2 separate regions of the Sus scrofa genome follow, and region 1 is linked to region 2. Evidence: chromatin contacts called from public Hi-C data. All regions are on one chromosome and are shown on one strand. Each heading gives the region's core, a stretch centred on a gene start, on an enhancer-like site or on the middle of the called end of the contact. The rest is flanking DNA. Distances are from core to core; before and after follow the strand shown.

Region 1 (4,611 bases), core at 1,905-4,404, 1.1 Mb after region 2:
TAGGCAAGGAGGTTATGGGGAAAGCTTGAGTCAGCATCAAGGGAGGAAAGGCATTCTTGGGTTTATGAGGCTTTGTGTAACTTTTCAGAAGTTAGGCTACTGCGTCTGATGCCTAGTTACCTCTCTTCATCAAGCTGGGTCATGTATCTTGAATAAATGCCTACATGATTCAAGCGAAGCAAATCCCAGTCCAGGTAGTAACAAGAGACCAGAAAGTCCCAGAAAGGAGAGCTCTGGGAACAACAAAGATTTCCCTTGAAGAGCAAACAGACAACAACAAAAACTCTCATGCAGTGTGGGCTCCTATAAAGACCATGGAGAAAGCAAAAGCGAAAGCAAATAGAAACCCCAGGAAAAACAAAAGACTTGATAATAAAGGAAATTCAAACGCATATACTATCTCATGCTGCAGTGAAACTTACATAGTCATAATATTGTAAATTGTGGTTAAGTTGTGGTTTACAACCAAAAATATGGTTCTGATATTGGAAGATGGAGGAGGTACAGGTGGTATTAAGGTGCTAAGTCATCAGCTATCCTATAGAGTCATTACTAAATTATCCACAATTGATATTTTCCGTCAGTCGACATATATCGGAAGACATGTACTGAATAGGGCTAAAAAGAAGTGACGGCAGTCACTAGAGGAATGGGGTGGTGGTAGGACATGGTGGATACAGGCTGCTGGATTTTATTCTTTCAAGGCTACTAGATGTTTTTAATTATTTAATTTATTTATTTATTTATTTGGGTCCTTTTTTTCTTTTTTTTTTTGTCTTTTTGTCTTTTTGCCTTTTCTAGGGCCTCTCCTGCGGCATATGGAGGTTCCCAGGCTAGGGGTCTAATCGGAGCTGTAGCTGCTGTCCTACGCCAGAGCCATAGCAATGCCAGATCCGAGCCACGTCTGTGACCTACACCACAGCTCATGGCAACAGCGGATCATTAACCCACTGAGCAAGGCCAGGGGTCGAATCTGCAACCTCATGGTTCCTGGTCAGATTTCTTAACCACTGAGCCACAACGGGAACTCCCTACTAGATATTTTTAAACCGTATTATTTTAATTTACAACAATACTAAAATATCTGAATCTCCACAGGGTGCTGGTGCCCCTGGAAGGTCACAGGCATCCTGCAAAAAGTCCTACCCCTAAGAGAACCAAACCAGGCTTAGGTCTTTGCTGGGGGCTCCTTCTCCCCTGGAGTCAGCCATGGATATGCCTCCAGGATGGAGAAGAGGGAAGGGAGTCAGGATCTGTATGCAAGAGGAACGCAGGAAATGGGGTGCAGCCTCTGGTCCCTAATCAGGGACTGAACTGGGGGGTGCCTCCTGCAGAACTGGAGCCGGCCAGAGGAGGGGGAATGGGGGGGGCAGAGCTGGGGGTGCTGGGTGCTGGCTGGAAGGTGGGGGGGTGTCACTTACGTGCACACACTCCTACTGCGTACCTCGGGCGGTCCCCACTATAGTCGCAGTAGAGGCCCCGGTGGGGGTCACAGGTGGCGGCCTCAGTGCAGTTGTCCCCGAGCTGCTGAGCGCACATCTTACAGCATTCGCAGCCGTCAGTGATGAGGCTGACCCCCAGCGGGCAGCGGGGTGGGGACGGCGGGCACTCGCATGGCCACTTGCAGAACTGGGGGCGTGCAGAAGTGTCCTCCAGAGGTGCCGGGGTGAAGGCCATGGCCGTGGGGGCTGGAGAGAAGGCCTGTGGGGGAGGGCGAAGGGCAGACATAAAGGGGGCTGCCAGGCCGGGGTGTCAAAGCCCCAGACCTGCCATCACCGTCCAGTTTTCACGGCGCTCAAAGGTTTACACCAAATTCTCTTTTCCTCCAGGGCTTTTGATGGCCAGGCATCTTCTTTCTCCCAAATGAAACAGAAAGGACAGAGGAGCCAGGAGCTCAGAGATCTTAAGCCAGTGTCTAAATCCCCTGCTGGTAGGTGGGGAGAGGGGGGAAATTCTCTGAATCCCTCGCATGTTTTCCTTTCTTGCCCATCACCTCGAAACCAGGAAGGTCCGTGAGGCACCTTGTTTTATAGTCGAGGGAGCTGAGGCTTTACGTAAACACCTTCTTCCTCTTTTTCTCTGTTTTGGCCGCCCTGCAGCATGTGGCGTCCCCAAGCCAGGGATCAGATCTGAGCCACAGTTGCAACCTATGTCGCAGCTGTGGCAACGCCAGATTTTTGAACCCACTCTGCTGGGCCGGGGATCAAACCTGCGTCCTGAAGCTGCAGAGACGCCGCTGTTCCTGCTATGCTGTGATGGGAACTTTCTTCTTTTTAAAAAACATTTAATTTTATTGGAGTAGAATTGACTTAGAGAGTTGTATTCGTTTCAGGTGCACAGCAGAGAGAATCAGTCCTACATAGAAATACATCCATTCTTTTTCCCCATGCAAGTTACTGCCAACGAATGAGTAGATGTGCCTGTGCTGTACAATAGACTCTGGTTAACCATCTCTTTTATACCTAGTGGTGTGTTATTCTCACCCTCCCCAAAACGCCGCGAGGCGCGTCCCAGACCCCATCACCCTTCACCCCATCATCCTTCTCTCCGTCCTAAAGATCCATCCTCTCTATTCCACTAAGGGTCCTTAAGAGCCACTTGACTCATTTAAAAGGAGATTTCAGCCAGCTGACCTATTATCCTATTATTATTATTATTATTATTATTATTATTCTCCCCTCTAAGCCAAGGGAAAGGGCTGCAGTGGGGTCCAGCCGGTCGGTCACAGGTGTCCAGCCTCAAGGCACCTGAAGCTGGCTCGCCCTGCCCCCGAGGCGAGGGGAGCGATGGTCCAGCTGCCAGTGAAAGCCCAGCAGCCAGGGGTCCTTTTCTTTTGTGATAAGGGTGAGGGCTGCCCGCTCCACTCCCCCACCTGCCCTTCTCCCCAGGGCCCCATTCCCATCCCCCTGCCCATAGGCTCATCTTCATACTGGCAAATGTGACGGACAGGACAACAGGCCAATGGGGGAAGGGCAATGAGATGAGCCGTCCCTGTGCCGAAGATCAGGCAGGTAGAACAGGAGGCTCCCTGGGGTGGGGACCAGGGTCAGGACCTTCAAGCTGCCTGAGTGTCAGGGATCCACTCACCTGCCTGCCCCCTCTGCTGCCTCCCCAGACCGCCATCCTGGCCCCTCCCTCTTTACAGGGAGGAAGGGAACTGCCTGCAGAGGGAGGGGTCGGGCTGTGCTCCCAGGCATTTTCCCTCCCCGAGGCTGGTGGTCCCTGCTGGTTGGCAGAGGTGGGGGCCAGGGCTTATGTGGGGGGTCACACAGGCTGTCTCCTCTATCTTGAACCAGAGGAGCCCTTCTCTGTGGAAGTGATAGACCGGCACCTCATTCTCTGAACAACACATGCTGAGCTATGCAGATTCTTCTCCCTTTTCCCGAGGAGGAAGTCCAGACCCAAAGAGGCAGAGGGACAGGACCAGGATGACATGTCCCACATTGGGGCCCTGATGCAAATGACTCTCTGATCTTTCCTTTCTGCACTCTTTACCTCTGCCTGCTCTGGGCTCTTTTAGTCACTCAACAAACGTTTGCTGTGTTGGCTCATGGTCGCTCTTCTCTTAAGTTTTAGGCATTTGAAGATGGAGTTTAAAACTTCCTGTGCTTGTGAGGCCACAGCTTATAGGAGAGGCAGACCTCAGAGTTGAGTTATTACGATATGAGCTACGAACAGACTGCTGAGCATCTGGCAGGGGTTGGGGGGAGAGCAGCCAGTAGCTCTCTGAGCACCAGAACAGGAAGCTCTCTGCTGCTGGGAGTGGGGTGCATGCTTGCATGCTGGGCTGTGAGGACCAGAGGCCGGGAGAGGTGGTCCAGGTTGAATTGCTGGATTAGTTGGGCTCTTGGTTCTGGGCTTGGCACATCGTAAGTTCAGTAAATATTGATTTGGCAAATAAAGCGCCTTTGGAAGTCAAAAATGCAAACCTAGATTTGAGGCTTTGTTACCGCGAGGCTTGGTTTCAGACAGGTTTGTGGGATGGGAGCCGATTGCTCTGGAGCTTGGCGGGGCTGCTCTGTGTTCATCTGGGAAGCATTTAGTTTGCCTGCCCTTGTTTGCTTTTCCTCGAAAAATACAACATGACACAACAAACTCCCAAAGCCCCAAATCAATGAACCAACCAAACACACACACACACACACACACGAACCCTCCTCTCTCTGACTCCATGAGGTTTTTCCTCGTCAGTCTGTGACAGTGGTGGCCCAGAGCTTTAGGAATCCTGGGACTATCTATGATGGTCCCTCAGGACCTACTTTTGGGAGAGGATATCAAAAAGCCCTCTCCTCCAGGAAGCCCACCTTGCCTTTCCCAGGCTATGTTAGGGGTGCTACCTTCCCCACTAGAATGTGAGCTTATAAAAGTGGGGTCTGTGCCTTCCTTCTCTCTGTGGGCCTGAAACACAGCCCATGGCACAGGGCAGGGTTTTGTAAGTGTCGCCTGGTGGAATGGATGGATGGGGCATTTTTCACTCTAAGGGGCCTGGGTGTCTCTTAGACAGTCAAGACCCACCCTCCGGGAACTCTCCTCTCCACCCTGGTTAAGACTTCTTTTTTTAGGGCCGCACCCACAGCATGTGGAAGTTTCCAGGTTAGGGGTCGAATTGGA
Region 2 (4,556 bases), core at 1,840-4,339:
TGCCATTTTGGCCATGAAGTCTTCGTCCCCCCCCTCCCCCCGCCACGGCTGACACGGGGGATCTCTCCCAGAACACCCAGCTCTAGGAGCTCTTGTACCTCTTCCTGCTGGGCTTCCCCTAATCCTGGGCCTCCTGTGCACTGGGCCCTGTGCATCTGGGCTGGGCAGCTGCTCACCTGGCCCACGCTTTCAAAGCTCGGAAATCTGGCACTTTGAGGCTTGGCTGTCCATCCCTACCAGGTATCTTGTTGCAGTGAATGTAGCTCTTGAATCAGGAATGCCTTTTTTGGAGTTCCCCTTGTGGCCCACTGGAAACAAATCCAACTAGTGTCCGTGAGGATGAGGGTTCGATCCCTGGCCTTATTCAGTGGGTTAAGGATCTGTGTTGCCGTGAGCTGTGCTGTATGTCGCAGATGCAGCTCGGAGCCTGCGTTGCTGTGACTGTGGTCTAGGCCGGCAGCTGTATCTCCCATTCGACCCTTAGCCTGGGAACCCTCATACAACCACAGATGCAGTCCTAAAAAAAAAGGCAAAACAAGAAAAAAAGAATGCTTTTTCCTCATCAGTTCCAAATTAAATCTATCTGGCTTCTGGTTAAACCACTTTCTCTTCTGTTTTCTCTTTGTCATCTGAACACTGCACTTTCAGTGTCACTCTGACCTATCCTTATGAGAGACCCACAGGGACAGGCAGAGGACATGATGTCCCCACCCACCTGCAGTCACCCAGTCCAGTGGCTGATATGCTTCTGAGAGAAATACCAGGACACCATCAGCCCTGGGAAACATCTGTCCTGTGACCAGGGTTCGCGTCTCTGCCGAGCACCCACAGCTGTGGCCCCGCTGTCCTTCCTTGCCTGGTGTTTGGCCCAGAGCCCGTCAGGCTGTGCGGGGGGCTCAGGCTGTTTGGGGATCAGTAGGAGATCTTACTTACTGTGCCTTTATTTCTAATATCAATATAAACGTTTCAAATTTAATTTTTTTCTTGGATGACCCATGTAAGCATCATTGTGGAAGATGTGAAAAATCCAGAGCCTATGAAACTGAAAATGAGTGGCATTCAGGAGCTGCCTCCCCGGAGCCAGGCACTTTGCTGGGTGTTGGGGAGTCAGAGGGGTGGGGAAAGGTGTGGCCCTCACGCTGTCTCTGTCTCTCTGTTTCTGCAGACCAGTCTCCATGCCCCCGCTGCTTAACGGTGGCCTAGTCACCCAGGTGGAAGACCTTTTCTCCCAAGTTGCAAGTTGGCAGCCCTCGGGCACATCCAACCTGCAGACTTGATTTCTTTGTCCTGCGTGGTTTTCTTTTCCCAGAAAAATCTCATTTACCTGCTAGCATCTGAAACCCAGAGATTGGAGTTCCCGTCATGGCACAGTGGAAATGAATCCCGACTAGGAACCATGAGGTTGTGGGTTCGATCCCTGGCCTCGCTCAGTGGGTTAAGGATCTGGTGTTGCTGTGAGCTGTGGTGTAGGTGGCAGACGCAGCTCGGATCCCACGTTGCTGTGGCTCTGGCGTAGGCCGGTGGCTACAGCTCCGATTGGACCCCTAGCCTGGGAACCTCTATAGGCCTCGGGTGTGGCCCTAAAAAGACAAAAGATAAATAAAAAAATAAATAAGAAAAAATAAAAACCCGGAGATTGGAATTCCTGCTGTGGCGCATGGGTTAAAAATCCAACTGCAGTGGCTTGGGTCTCTGCGGAGATGCGGGTTCGATCCTGGCCCGTCAGCAGCGAGTTAAAGGATCTGGGCATTGCCACAGCTGTGGCTTAGGTCACAGTCTTGGCTGGGGTTCAGTCCCTGCCCCAGGCACCTCTGCATGGGCGGGAAAAGAAAAAAAGGATACACATAAAGTCCAGAGAGTTCAAATACAGATTCAACTTCTTGGAATTTCCCAGGGGGTGGGCTTCCTGTGTGGTTACCCCTCTTCCCCCCCATTGGGCCTCCTGCTGTGGGGCCCGGTGCCCTCGCCTTTCCTGGGCGAGCTTCCTTGGGGGGTGGTTCTGAGGACCCGGAGTTGTCACCTGCCTCCCTACCTTGAATTTGTCCTCCCCTCTGCACTCAAGGCTCCCTGGGGGTTAAGGCTCTCCTCTGCTCCCTCCCCCGACTGGCTGGCCTGCCTCTGCCCCCTGCCTGCCTCCCTCCCCGATCCCTTCATCTCCCTCCCTGGAGCAGCCTTCCCCGGTGCCTCCGCCACAGGATTCCTGCGTTCTCCCGTGCTCTCTGGTGGCACGTGCATACAATCTGTGTTTCTGCCTGATTTTTAAATTCCTTGTGAATTGCCCAAGTGGCTTTGGAAGCATATAGGCCTGAATTTGATCCTCTCAGGCAAAGTATAGCTTCTTCCTCTACAACATGGGATAATAATAATATCTTCATGACTGACTTATTGGGGCCACCGTGTACAGCTGTGCAGGTTGCACACTGCACAAGGGTACCATGTCTAAAGAGATCATCACTCATCATAGATTTGTATACTCATTATGACAGTGTTCTGCACATGGTAGTAGAGTATCTAGTTCCAGCAGAGTGAGCACATTGTGAGCAGTTTTTGACAGGGGGAGCTAGTGTCTTAAGAAAAGGGTGCTTTTTCCCCTCTTGCAGAGGTGCCTTGTGGGCGGGCAGCCACCCAGCTTGTCAGGATTAGATGTGGTGAGGGATATACAAGCGCCTGGTCCTCAGGGAGTGTCTGTCTTCTTCCCTCTGTTGAAAGCAGGGTTTGAGCTACTATCACAGAAGTGAGGCCAGAGGTGGGGCCCCAGCCCAAGTGTGTGTGTTGGGGGCACTGGGTTGGGAAATGGGGTCTTACAAGGAAAGAGCAGGGGCTGGGAGTCCAGCCTCCCCTGTACTTAGCCCGAGCTGCTTCTCCATCAGAATCTGGAAGTCTTCCTGAGTTTCACTTGATTCCAAGACTCGCATTTTAACATCCCTAAATGAGGAGGTGTCTCGCAAGTAGTACTATTAGAAACCAGTGTGTCTTAGTCTTTTTTGGTCACATTTTGATCTTTTTTAGTGTTGTTTATGTAAAGTATCAGTGTCCTAGAGTAGCTGTTGTCTTAGATTTGAGGGGATACAGTAATGAGACCTCTTTCACAGGATCCTTGCGAAGATGAAGCATGCCTGGCATGAGCCTTGGGTGGTGCCAGCTCGTACCGAGGGCTTAACGGACTGAGGCTTCCTTTTCTTCTGCCTCTTCCTCCTGGACCCTTTGTTTTGGTTACAGGAAATTTTCAGCAGTGGTGATATATGTCATATCCACAGCTGGTTAAAAGTGCTGCAAAATAAACTAAGCGGAAGGCAAATGTTTTATCCAAGCCCCGGCCTTTTATCCTGAAAATAAAGGGGAAAAAGTGTTTTCCATTGTACTAAGCTACACAGTGTGAGAGTTTATTCGTTACCTTGGATGTGACAGCAGTCTGGCTGTATGTTGCTGAAATATTTCCACTCCTACTGGGAGGCTGCCAGCACTTATGAATTTAATAACTTAAGGGCAGGTGAAAAACAAGAAAACAAAAAATCTAACTCTGAAAGAATCTGCCATCCTGCTCATCTCCTAAGGTCAGCGGTTTAATAGGATCTTGATTTTGGCTGTTGAACGCTCTAATCAATCCAAGTAAAAGTTGAAAAGCAGAGAAGGATGATTTATACTAATCAACAAGAGGAAGGCAGAGGGTTTTTTACACTATAGCTTTAATTTTTTATTTACTATTATTTTTTTTTAGGGCAGCACCCTGGGCACATGGAGGTTCCCAGGCTAGGGGTTGAGTTGGAGCCGTAGCTGCTGGCCTACACCACAGCCACAGCAGCACGGGATCTGAGCCTCATCTTCGACCTACACTACAGTTCACGGCAATGTTGGATCCTTAACCCACTGAGCGAGGTCAGGGATCGAACCTGTGTCCTCATGGATCCTAGTCAGGTTCGTTAACCACTGAGCCACAATGGGAACTCCTACTCTGGCTTTTAAATAGAGAAACTTGATGGTCTGGTCGTGAGCATTTTGTCTTCTTGTGGTCATGGGTAAGTGGCTAAGGGTGTTTCTCATCACCAGTTCATCTAACACTTACTGATACCACCTGCTGTGCCCCTGGTGGCGTGTTAAGACGAGGATGGGTGACACTGGGGTGGGTGGGGCTCTGGGGGCAGGTAACGCATGCAGGTGGTGAGGAATGTGCTGGACAAAGATGTGGGTGCAGAGCCAGCCCTGAGAGCCCACAGAGGCCTGCCACCCCATGGAGGTGGCACAGGGACCAGACCGAGCCCTGGCTGTCCCTCTGTGAGCCGTCTCACTCCTCCCCGTGAGATGTATACCTCACAAGGTGTTTGATTTTGGACAAGGTCATGCATGTGCCAAGCACTGTACCTGCTTCTTCTCAAATGGAGTGCCCTTTCCAGAGAATACACACTGGTAGCTGTTGGTTTGTTTTGTTTGCTAGAGTGTTTGTTTTAACTTCGTATTTGAAATAATAATAGGTTCATGGGGACTTTGAAGGAGCATGCAGAGAGCTCTTATATTGCCTTACCTGGTTCACTGCAATGGTTACATTCTTTGGGCGGAGG

What was found. A called contact is a pair of places that touch in the nucleus more often than the background predicts.
Region 1: a Hi-C map of omental adipose tissue shows a contact between it and region 2, with 2.7 times the contacts expected there. The contact joins two enhancer-like sites. A contact is called at or near these places in 9 of 47 Hi-C or Micro-C datasets (alveolar macrophages, embryonic fibroblasts, fetal skeletal muscle and 6 more).

The regions. Positions count from the first base shown.
Region 1 is chr4:8,093,412-8,098,022 of Sscrofa11.1, forward strand. It overlaps WISP1 (WNT1-inducible-signaling pathway protein 1), which reads right to left. Exons shown (of 5, transcript XM_021088876.1): 2 at 1,422-1,701. Among named protein-coding and RNA genes, the nearest start is that of WISP1, 15 kb to the right of the region's middle. Within about 2 kb of position 3,155, at least 3 of the 83 cell types and tissues checked have an H3K27ac peak or open chromatin away from gene starts, as enhancers often do. A contact at or near this core is called in omental adipose tissue, where this site is marked.
Region 2 is chr4:7,032,147-7,036,702 of Sscrofa11.1, forward strand. All of the region lies in intron 4 of ZFAT (zinc finger protein ZFAT), which reads left to right. Among named protein-coding and RNA genes, the nearest start is that of ZFAT, 65 kb to the left of the region's middle. Within about 2 kb of position 3,090, at least 4 of the 83 cell types and tissues checked have an H3K27ac peak or open chromatin away from gene starts, as enhancers often do. A contact at or near this core is called in omental adipose tissue, where this site is marked.